2 separate regions of the Triticum aestivum genome follow, and region 2 is linked to region 1. Evidence: chromatin contacts called from public Hi-C data. All regions are on one chromosome and are shown on one strand. Each heading gives the region's core, a stretch centred on a gene start, on an enhancer-like site or on the middle of the called end of the contact. The rest is flanking DNA. Distances are from core to core; before and after follow the strand shown.

What was found. Hi-C and Micro-C count contacts between places; a contact is called where the count stands out from the background.
Region 2: a Hi-C map of leaf shows a contact between it and region 1, with 3 times the contacts expected there. The contact joins the enhancer-like site here to the promoter of LOC123092263 in region 1. A contact is called at or near these places in 2 of 5 Hi-C or Micro-C datasets (both in leaf).

The regions. Positions count from the first base shown.
Region 1 is chr4B:383,565,992-383,570,610 of IWGSC CS RefSeq v2.1, forward strand. LOC123092263 (protein ETHYLENE-INSENSITIVE 3-like 1a) reads right to left here and starts at 1,522. Exons shown (of 2, transcript XM_044513974.1): 1 at 1,330-1,522.
Region 2 is chr4B:383,599,818-383,604,784 of IWGSC CS RefSeq v2.1, forward strand. No RefSeq gene overlaps it. Among protein-coding and RNA genes, the nearest start is that of LOC123092263, 35 kb to the left of the region's middle. Within about 2 kb of position 2,069, at least 4 of the 8 cell types and tissues checked have an H3K27ac peak or open chromatin away from gene starts, as enhancers often do. A contact at or near this core is called in leaf, where this site is marked.

The DNA.
Region 1 (4,619 bases), core at 272-2,771:
ATAATACTTTACTAGAGCATCTTAATCAGGTAGTTTTCTTTGAGGGAACTTAATCAGGTAATTAGACGGTGACTTAACACGTATGTGCTCCAGTTCCTGTCTTCTCCTTAAAGAAAACAGCTGGAGCAGTAGTATTAGTTCACAAAACATCCCAGATCTACATAACCCGGAGCCGAGACAATCATGTGGCATAAAAGCAAGTTTGCCGATTGAAGCAAGCGCCGGAAGGCCCGGCCTGCATGTGTTTGGCTAATCAAAACGCACTCGATCTTATCCAACCCACACCACACACACCTCTGCTATGATCCTCTCCTTCACAATTATAGATCATCAACTCGAGGAAGGCAGCGCACGCAACTAGCAGAGGCAACTAATCTAACAGAAGCTTATCTTGTTTTCCTCTGTGACATGATCATATCGGACGGCATAACTAACGGAAATGGGTGTGTTATGCATGACCATATAGGAGTAATACAGCAATGGAAGAATAAGGCAGAAAATTGAACACATGATTGTCCACACAGGGTTTTACCAAAACACAACTGAACTGTTTCCATATAATCCTAGCAGGTCACAAAAACAATTGAATCATGTTTAAGCGTCCTCATGAAAGATTGCTTTGATCCAATCAGTCACAGGGGTTGGCCAAAATGATGAGAAAGCAGGGGAGACACTTTTCAAGGGAAGAAAGCCATCTTTTATGGAGATGTAAATATTTACTTGTACCTAGCCAAACAGGTATGGACAGTTGGAAACAAGAACATGTACCCATGTGCTCACCCAAAAGGAAACAAAGCAGTAGTATAGTCCACAAAAGGGGAAGAAAACAATAGAGAAAATGGATCAAGCAGGCATCAAAACGGAGAAGAGACGGGAAGTTTTCCATCTCCTGATAAGAGAAAACAGGAATAGCATTCCATTCCTGCCTGACAAAACAAAACAAAATAAAATCCTTCCGAAAACGCAGGTGCTACGTATTCCAGATTTCCAGAAGAAAAGAAAGAAGGGAACTCTGGGAATTGGACTCATCCAAAAATATCTCCGTGGAGCAATGAAAAAGAAGAGAGCGAAGAAGCAAAAACTGGAATTGATAACGGCTGCAGAAGCAACTCTAGGACCCCCGAAAATATCTATCTATCTATCTATCCAGAGAGAAAAATACCCAAAAGAACAAGGCATGGTCGCATAGCTAGCCTACCTCAGGCCCTCACCCTAGCCAATCAAGAGCACGGACAAAACACATCATAAAAGGATAGATGAGGAAGAAGAAGCATATGCAGCAGGAAGACATGAACACAAAAGGGAGATGGCAGGGCAGCATGAGCTCACCTGCGTCGATCTCCCACTTGCTAGTTTTATCCGCTTTTCACCTTTGCCATGACCTGGGAGAGCTAGGAAGGGAGGGGAGGAGAGAAAAACAGCGGAGGGAGGGTGGGGGAAAGGTGGGGAGAAGAAGGCACGAGGGAGAGGAGGGGAGACGGGAGATCAGATAAGAACAGGCCAAGGGGAGGGGGGGGGGGGGGGGGGGGGGAGGGGAGACCACGGCGCAAGAGCACAAAGCAGCTAATAGGAAAGGCAAGTGGGTGTGGTGGCGCTCGGGCGCAACAGCGACAGGGACCCTTCCATCTTATAATCGCCCCCTTATATTATGGGAAACGTTTCACTACGGGGCACCGGCCGAAGCTTCGGCCGGTCGCGTCCACGCGCGAACGTACCGAGCGACTCACCTACCGACACGTAGGATGGAGGGCCCGCCCACGTGCGTCTTCTCCCTCCTGTTTCTCTTCTTCCCGTCGCTTGTCTCTCTCTCTCCGCTGCCATGGCCAAGCTTCGCCGACCGGAGACCTCCCAGGGCGCCGCCGCCATGGGAATCAGCGGATCCGGCTGCCCTCGGCCAGATCTGCTCGGATCCGCGCCACCAGATCTGCTCCCGATCCCCTCTTTTCTCTCTCAGCCTAGCGCCTGCTGGCCCTCTTCTTCCTTCCTCAGATCCCGCCGCCGGCCAGCCCAATCCCGTGCAGGTCCCCTCGCCCCCCCCCTCCCCCTATACAAGTTCCCCCCGCACCGGCGAGCCTGAGCTAGAAGCCACCATGCAACTGAAAAAGCTACAGCCGTTCATGCGAAAGCTTCAAACTGTATTTGAAAAAGCTTCAACCGACGAAATAGATAAGTTTCATGCGAACACTACGAAAGAAAAAAAAGCTACAACCATCGGCTTGGAAAGCTTCAACTGTGAATTGAAAAGCTTCAACCCGATTTATACAAGGCTTCAACCAACTCTATAGAAAGCTTCACCCCCATGAGTACACAACGAAAAAAGATGCAATTGTCGACATGAAAAGCTTCAACCGCATTTCTGAAAAGCTTCAACCGTAATTCTGAAAAGCTTCAACCGTATTTCTGAAAAGCTTCTACCAGAGAGACCGCGACAAAAAGCTTCAACCGTATTTCTGAAAAGCTTCAACCGTAATTCTGAAAAGCTTCAACCGTATTTCTGAAAAGCTTCAACCAGAGACCGCGACAAAAAGATTCAACCGTATTTCTGAAAAGCTTCAACCATAATTCTGAAAAGCTTCAACCGTATTTCTGAAAAGCTTCAACCGTATTTCTGAAAAGCTTCAACCAGAGACCGCGACAAAAAGCTTGAATCAGCAACTCACTATTGATGCAACTGACTACTACGGTGGCTTCCCGGCGGAGCTGCAACGGCGACGAACTCCAGGCACCGGCAGGGGTCGATTTTTATTTGCTGGGGTCCATTTTTTTGCTGCATCAGAGGGGCGGGGCCATGGGGCACCTGTGCTCCAACTGGCGAGCGGCGACGGCGAGCAGCGACGGCGAGCGGTGACGGCGACGGCGAGGGCGAGCGGCGAACGGCGACGGGGATGACGACGAGGTAGATGCCCATGGCTGGGTGTGGGGTGGCCCGTGGCGCTTGCCGTTGCTCGATCCGAACACGGAAGGTAGACGATGCGGGGAAGGGGCTCGATCTGACGGTTGGGAGTCAGTGCATCGGACGGCCTGGGCTCGACCGGCCCAACTGTTGGGCCGGCGCACCGGCGCAGATCACTGCCCTTATATTATGGGAAAAAAATGGTACTACTAGTCCCACGCACGAACCGCCACTAAGGATGTGAATCTCGCTGCTAAGTAGAGTAAAAATTTCACGGCCGCGACAGCGCGCCGCCCGGCCTCGGCGAGGTTAAAGAAAAGCTGGGTGGCCTCTCTCCCTGTGACGCGTGGGGTCCCAGTCGGTGCGCTCCGTAACGTGGGGTCGGTGGACCGGGGGGGGGGGGCGCGTGAGCTACAGACAAAGGCGCTACAAGTTGAGAGCCAAGTTTACTGTTTTGCCCTATCGTCCACTCTCTCGAGACTTGTTGGCTGTGGGCGTGTCCAAGACCCAAGGCCATGATCTTCTGTGCACAGCACGCGATGAGTCTTTTTCCTAGGGCATGTGTTTTTAGGCCCCTTCCAATGCTCCACCTTGTACAGGTGCTAAGGCTGCCATGTAGGCAAAAAGTCTGATGTGACAAGGTAATTAAGAGGAGAGAAATGAGTGTGGTGACCCCAGGAAGAAACAATGTCAAGCATAAGAACCTAGTCAAAACACTTAAATTGGAAGGATCTCATCCATGCATGAGAACTTTAATTGCAAAATCATTAAATAAAGGATGCTTAGCACCAACAAGATAAGCACCTATGCATTGGGGGCTTTAATTGCTAAAGTTTTTAATGTGCTTAGTAACTCATGTAAGTACCAAATGCATTGGAACTAGCCTTACACCGTTTTGCTCATTTGGGGGTCTATGTGGATGCTAGCCAGGAGTTTTATGTATACAAGATATGTTTGATTTCCCCTGTAAAAAAGATATGTTTAATTTGCAATTCTTAAGTACTACCAAGTACTTATCTGCATTCCTTCTTGAATGTCTTAAACGCAAGTCCAAAACCTAGCTCATTTGGGGTCTATGTGGATGCTAGTAGGGAGTTTCATGTATATAAGTTATGTTCAATTTGCAATTCTTAAGTACCACTAAGAACAAACCTGCATCCCTTCTTGAATGTCTTGAAGGCAAGTCCCAAAGCTAGTTTCTCATGTGTGAGCATCTACAAAAGATCGTTTAACTATTCAACACACTCGATCATTCGTTAACAAATCAAATCAACACATTAAAAAAAGTAATGATCTCTTCACCGAATTGGAAGCTTTGTTGCCGCAATAGAAGTGTTCCTCATAGGAACAACCGGAGTTGGTCTCGGGCGCCGTCGGGTGCTTGCTACTGCCGTCGCATGAGTAGCGTCGTCATGGCCACGACCACACCCCACCTTGTAACCGGGCAAAGGGGAGCTGCGCCCGGGAACCTGCCCCATCAAAGGTGGTTGAAGAGTCAAGAGCATAGATAGGCAACGACGAAGGCGTTGCGCCCGAGGCCCACTCTTAGTGCCATCTTCTCCAAATTCTTCTCCATCCACCGCAATTGCATCTGCGCTGGAGTGATGCGCCTTCTCGACGTCCTCCTGGGCGAGCTCCATGTGTTTGTCTACTGAAGCTCGAAGCACGGCGGATGAAGGTGCTCCGGTAGCCCGGCGTGCTCGCGTGGAGGGGATGGGGTGGAGGG
Region 2 (4,967 bases), core at 819-3,318, 34 kb after region 1:
TAAATAAAAATCTAAAAATGCCAAAACAAACTTTCACCGTCTAAATAAAATATTTAGAACGAGACGAACATTTTCTTGGCCCTAAAATGCAGTTTTGAAAAACGTGTAATTTTTCCTAAATTCAAATAAAATAGCAAAACTCCAAAATAAATCTTATTTGATTTTTCTATTAAATCCTTAATATTTCTTTATTTTTGGGAAAGTCATTTTATTCCCTCTCTCATATTTTTTAATAGAAATAATTAAAGATAAAATAAATAAAATCAAATGATCCTATTTTCAAAATTTGAGAAACCCAAATATGAAAATAATGAAATCCCCAACTCTCTCCGAGGGTCCTTGAGTTGCATAGAATTTCCAGGATCGAACCAAAAGCAATTAAAATATGATATGCATTGATGATCTAGTGTATAACATTCCAAATTAAAAATTTGGAATGTTACAAACCTACCCCCCTAAGATGAATCTCGCCCTCGAGATTCGGGTATCTCGCCCTCGAGATTCGGGTTGGTTAGAAAATAGGTGAGGGTGGTCCTTCAGCAGATCTTCCTCTCGCTCCCAGGTGGCTTCATCCTCGGTGTGGTGGCTCCACTGAACTTTGCAAAACTTAATAACCTTGTTGCGGGTGACTCGGCTGGCATACTTGAGAATCTTGACTGGTTTCTTCTCATAGGTCAAATCACTATCCAACTGAATCGCTTCCAGCGGCACTGTATCTCTCAGCGGTATATCAGCCATCTCTGCGTGACACTTCTTAAACTGGAAAACGTGGAACACATCGTGAACTCCTGACAATCTTTCGGGCAATTTCAACTTGTAGGCAACTTCTCCCATACGCTTCAAAATTTTGTATGATCCCACAAAACGTGGTGCTAACTTTCGAATCAACACACTAGAAGTACACGACAAAAGGAAACAACGTTGGAGCCAGCTCAACTTGCTTTTGTACACATGGATTTTGCAGCTTTCCTACATAGATTATGTGGCGGCATTATCCGTAAAATTGTTGTGTAATCCCGAGCTCCAGAATTGTGGCTTGCCTCGGCTCCGAACTGTACATGCCACTTGGCCGTCTTGATAAAAAGCAAAGGATACATATTCAAGTTGGTGCTTTTTTTGCTCTCAATAAATCGGGTAATGTCTTTCACCCACTTCTGAATCACCTGTCCCCTTCGGTGGTAGTGAGCAACAAGTGCTCCAAGTGGGGCATGAGCAATAGCAACATGATTATAATGGGAAATCCCGAATGATCCCGGGTGGGCACGGCAGCCGAGATTCTTTTTTGTGGAAAATAAAATCTAAAATAATCCTTGAATTTATACTGTAATTCTGAATTAAACCTTAAACTTAAAATTCCTGAAACCGTAGTACTCTCTAATCCCGGTTTATCCTGGTTGAATTTTGCTAAATGTTCGTGTGGCGCCGAAAAAAAGGACATGGTGATCTATTGCCGTTGCGAACCTGCTGCTGTGGAGCCAATGAAAACAGCCGTACCCAGCCACTGAAGTTCACAGTTTCACCGTGCTCGCTTTTGGCTCCCTTTTCGTAATGAGTCTAGCATGCATCGGTGACGTGCCAACTTTTTTGTGACTGACATTTATCTAAGCAAAATAGACGATATACTTCTTTTATCGGGTGATATTGACATGTAATCACATTAGAAAAAAAATTGGCAGCCAGTCTATAAGGTTGTAGTGCGGGTGAGGTCATTACGATACTCCCGCCCCAACTCGGCACTAAAAATAATCACCATTATCGCCACGTGGGGAATACAGCTAGCGTTGTCAACTTAGTACTTTTACAAAAAGAAAAAACGTATTGTCATCTGATCTCAGCGATATGATTTAATATCTCTGCGCATTACGTGTGTTGTATTTTCTCCTGTTTTCTACGAGAACTTTCAGCTGCTCTGAGCAAACATGACGTATGCACCAACAGGAGACGCGTGTGGCCGCGTAGAGACGCAGGTCCACCGTGTACCAGCTAAATATGACACTCATTTGCCGTGCTTCCGTTCTGAATCTCCTACCATAGCACCCCAAACACCCATATGAAGCTCCGCTGGGCACGTCGGGGTCTAGCCCCACGGCCACGGCCACGCGGCCACGCCCACGCGCAGCCGCAGGGGGTGGACCATGTCCCAGTTCCACGATGGGATCCAACTCTCTAGTTTCGCCTTCGTGTCCGCAGGAGTACGTAGCGTCTTTCCTTGCCTTTTTTCCCTCCACATTAGTGTGACTATGAAAGGCTACTTTGCGAAAGTTATCGGCTAAAGTTTGGGAGGAAAAGAAAAAAAGGAAGCGAACTCTACAAATTACAGGGTGTTCGTATGAAAAACAGGCCAAGGGCAACCCTAGCAGAGTCGTCATCGGGCCACATGGTGCCGCCGTCGCAAGGTGCGGCTTTGTCCAAAGTGTGTCGTGGGACTAGAAAGGAGGGACCTTTCCGTCCCGCCGCGGGTTACTGATGTGTGTGTGGATTGGTAATTGGTGCTCGTATGCGGGGGCGAGGATGGGGCATTGGACACTGGAGCGGCGGCCCCGAGTGGTGGTCTGTCTGGTTGGCTCTTCAACGAGCTTCTTGGCAATGTTCCTTGGTCGTGTGGGCGGCCAGGATGTTGCGGTGGGTGGTCATGATGTTGTTGGTACTTCGGCTGTGGTGGCTCCAAGTGGAGGTCTGGCTTCATGGCAATAAGCCTATCCTCGGGGTCAGTGACGAATCCAGAAAGAAAACGAAGGGTGGGCTCAAAGTTAACGGCGAGAAAACTAACATCATTTAAAAAACATTTCGGTAAAAAAACATTATCTCCTAATCCTATTGTCCAAATAAGCTAATATTTTGCCAAAGTACTAACAAAAACATATGTACTAATTTTCTAGGTTTTTTAATATAAAATTTTGAACGGAAGTTTAAATCTATCTACCTAAGTAGTCGTTATCTCCTAGTCCTTTTTTGCTCCAAACAAGGTAAAAAGCTTTCCTAGATTACTAGTGGAAACATGAAGTATTCCCTAGATACTTCTAAAGAAGTATATATAAAATTTTAACCAAATTCTGAATTTATTTAGCAAAATATACTCATTATCTCTCAGTACTTTTTCTTCAAATAAGCTCAAAATTTGCCAAATTGCTACTATATATTTGCTGTTGTGCTGTTCGCTACTTGCCTGTGGGTTGTTGGTGTTGATCAGGCTGAGAATGAGAGATTGGGTTGCTGACTTGCTGGGCTAGGACGCGTAGTAGTGATTTTTTCTGTATATTTGGAGGGTAGGCTCTAGTCTGTGGAGGCCCCCCTACTGGACTCGCCACTGGTCGGGGTGGACCGGTGCTTGCGATTCCTCGGTGTGACGTGGGTGGGAGGCTTCAGGTGAAAGCTCTGCTCTTCAACGCCAGCGGCGGCGATGCTCGTGGGTGTCGCGTCCATCTTGAGGATGTCGCTATGGTCCCTCTCCCGCCGCAGGGATTTGGATGAAAACGCTTGACCGATCTTCGGTCTCGGCGGCGGCGACACGTTGCGCCATCACCCTATTGACGACGTTGCCATGGAGCCCAGGTTTATTCCGGTCACGCTTCGTCGATATCGACGAGCTAGTTAGGTTCATATCTCGAAGCGTCTTTAACTCTGGCATTAGGCGGTCTCGCTTGCCTCCTAATCTTTTACATGTTTCCTTGTTGGCACCATTCGTGTCCGCGCTGTCCGTAGGTAGGATCGACACTCCACACTCTAGAACAGGATGGTACAGGCCCCTATGACAACTTGGCATGAGCGGTGCATCGGTGTCCGGTGATTTCCCTAGAAGTCTGGTTCCATTTCTTGTCAATAGTCTAGGTCCCTTTGAGATAGGTAGGGCTTCTCTGCAATCTTGTTTTATTTTTTATCTACTTTGTAAGAGGACCTCCTCATTGTGTATACTACATGATACCCCGCGCGTTGCTGTGGGACTGTATGCTAAAAGTAATTATTTCGAGCATTATTATATGCTTCATTGCCATAAAAACATCCATTGGAATTTTGAGTCAATAAAGAGACACTACACACAAAAAGACTTCTTTTTTTATAAAAGATGTGTAGTCGAGAAGGTTGGGGAAGTAATGGTAAAAGCAATTGTTAAGTTTTATTGATGCAAAAAGATTAACCATCCAAATATTGTCACTATCAGTGTGTACAATAGTAGTGTTGCAGAAGTAGTCAATGTATTACAATTCCACAAATCTTTGTCCAAGAATCTGGAAGCACGAGAAAAGTCCTTCTCCCTAGAGGTAAGTATTATCTGAACTTGTGAAGGTCACCCGATGTGGCTGATATGCCGATATCCCCTAACTCCAATTATCAGTCTATCTGCGCCTAGAAATGCCATAAACTTACTGGAAAAAGTGTCAATTAGTCAATAGTAATAAAAAATAACTACTCTAGATGCAAACATGAACCGCAGCCTAAAATTCTAAACAAAATACAATTTTATTTTCTTAGTCATCTTGCATCAAACATCCTTGCATATACAAATTCATACAAAGAACTGAATATGAGCATACCAAAAGTTATATGAGCAATGGATGGACCTGTTAACCCCAAGTGCCAATGCCAAGAATGGTAGTAGCAGAATCATACTCTTGTCTTGTTTTCCTATGCAATCAGGTAAAAGGGAAGTAACAAACCGATGCAAGCACACGGCTCTCAGTGTCATACTATCTGCAACATTACAGAAACACATGTCAACAAAAAAGAGGTTTTACGATGATAATGCGAGTGCCCCGGGCTATGCTGCAGGATGTTTTTTTGCTAAATTGCTTAATGTGAAGAAATAAATTGTGTAAAGAAAAATGGAGACTTACTGTGCATCAAAACATTTCCCTTTTCGTGGAAAAAACTTATCTTTCAAAGGATGTGCATGCAAAAAAGCATGACTTCAATAGAATGGAAACAATAATGTTAATACAAACATTTGGAACAAATAAGCCTATCAATGA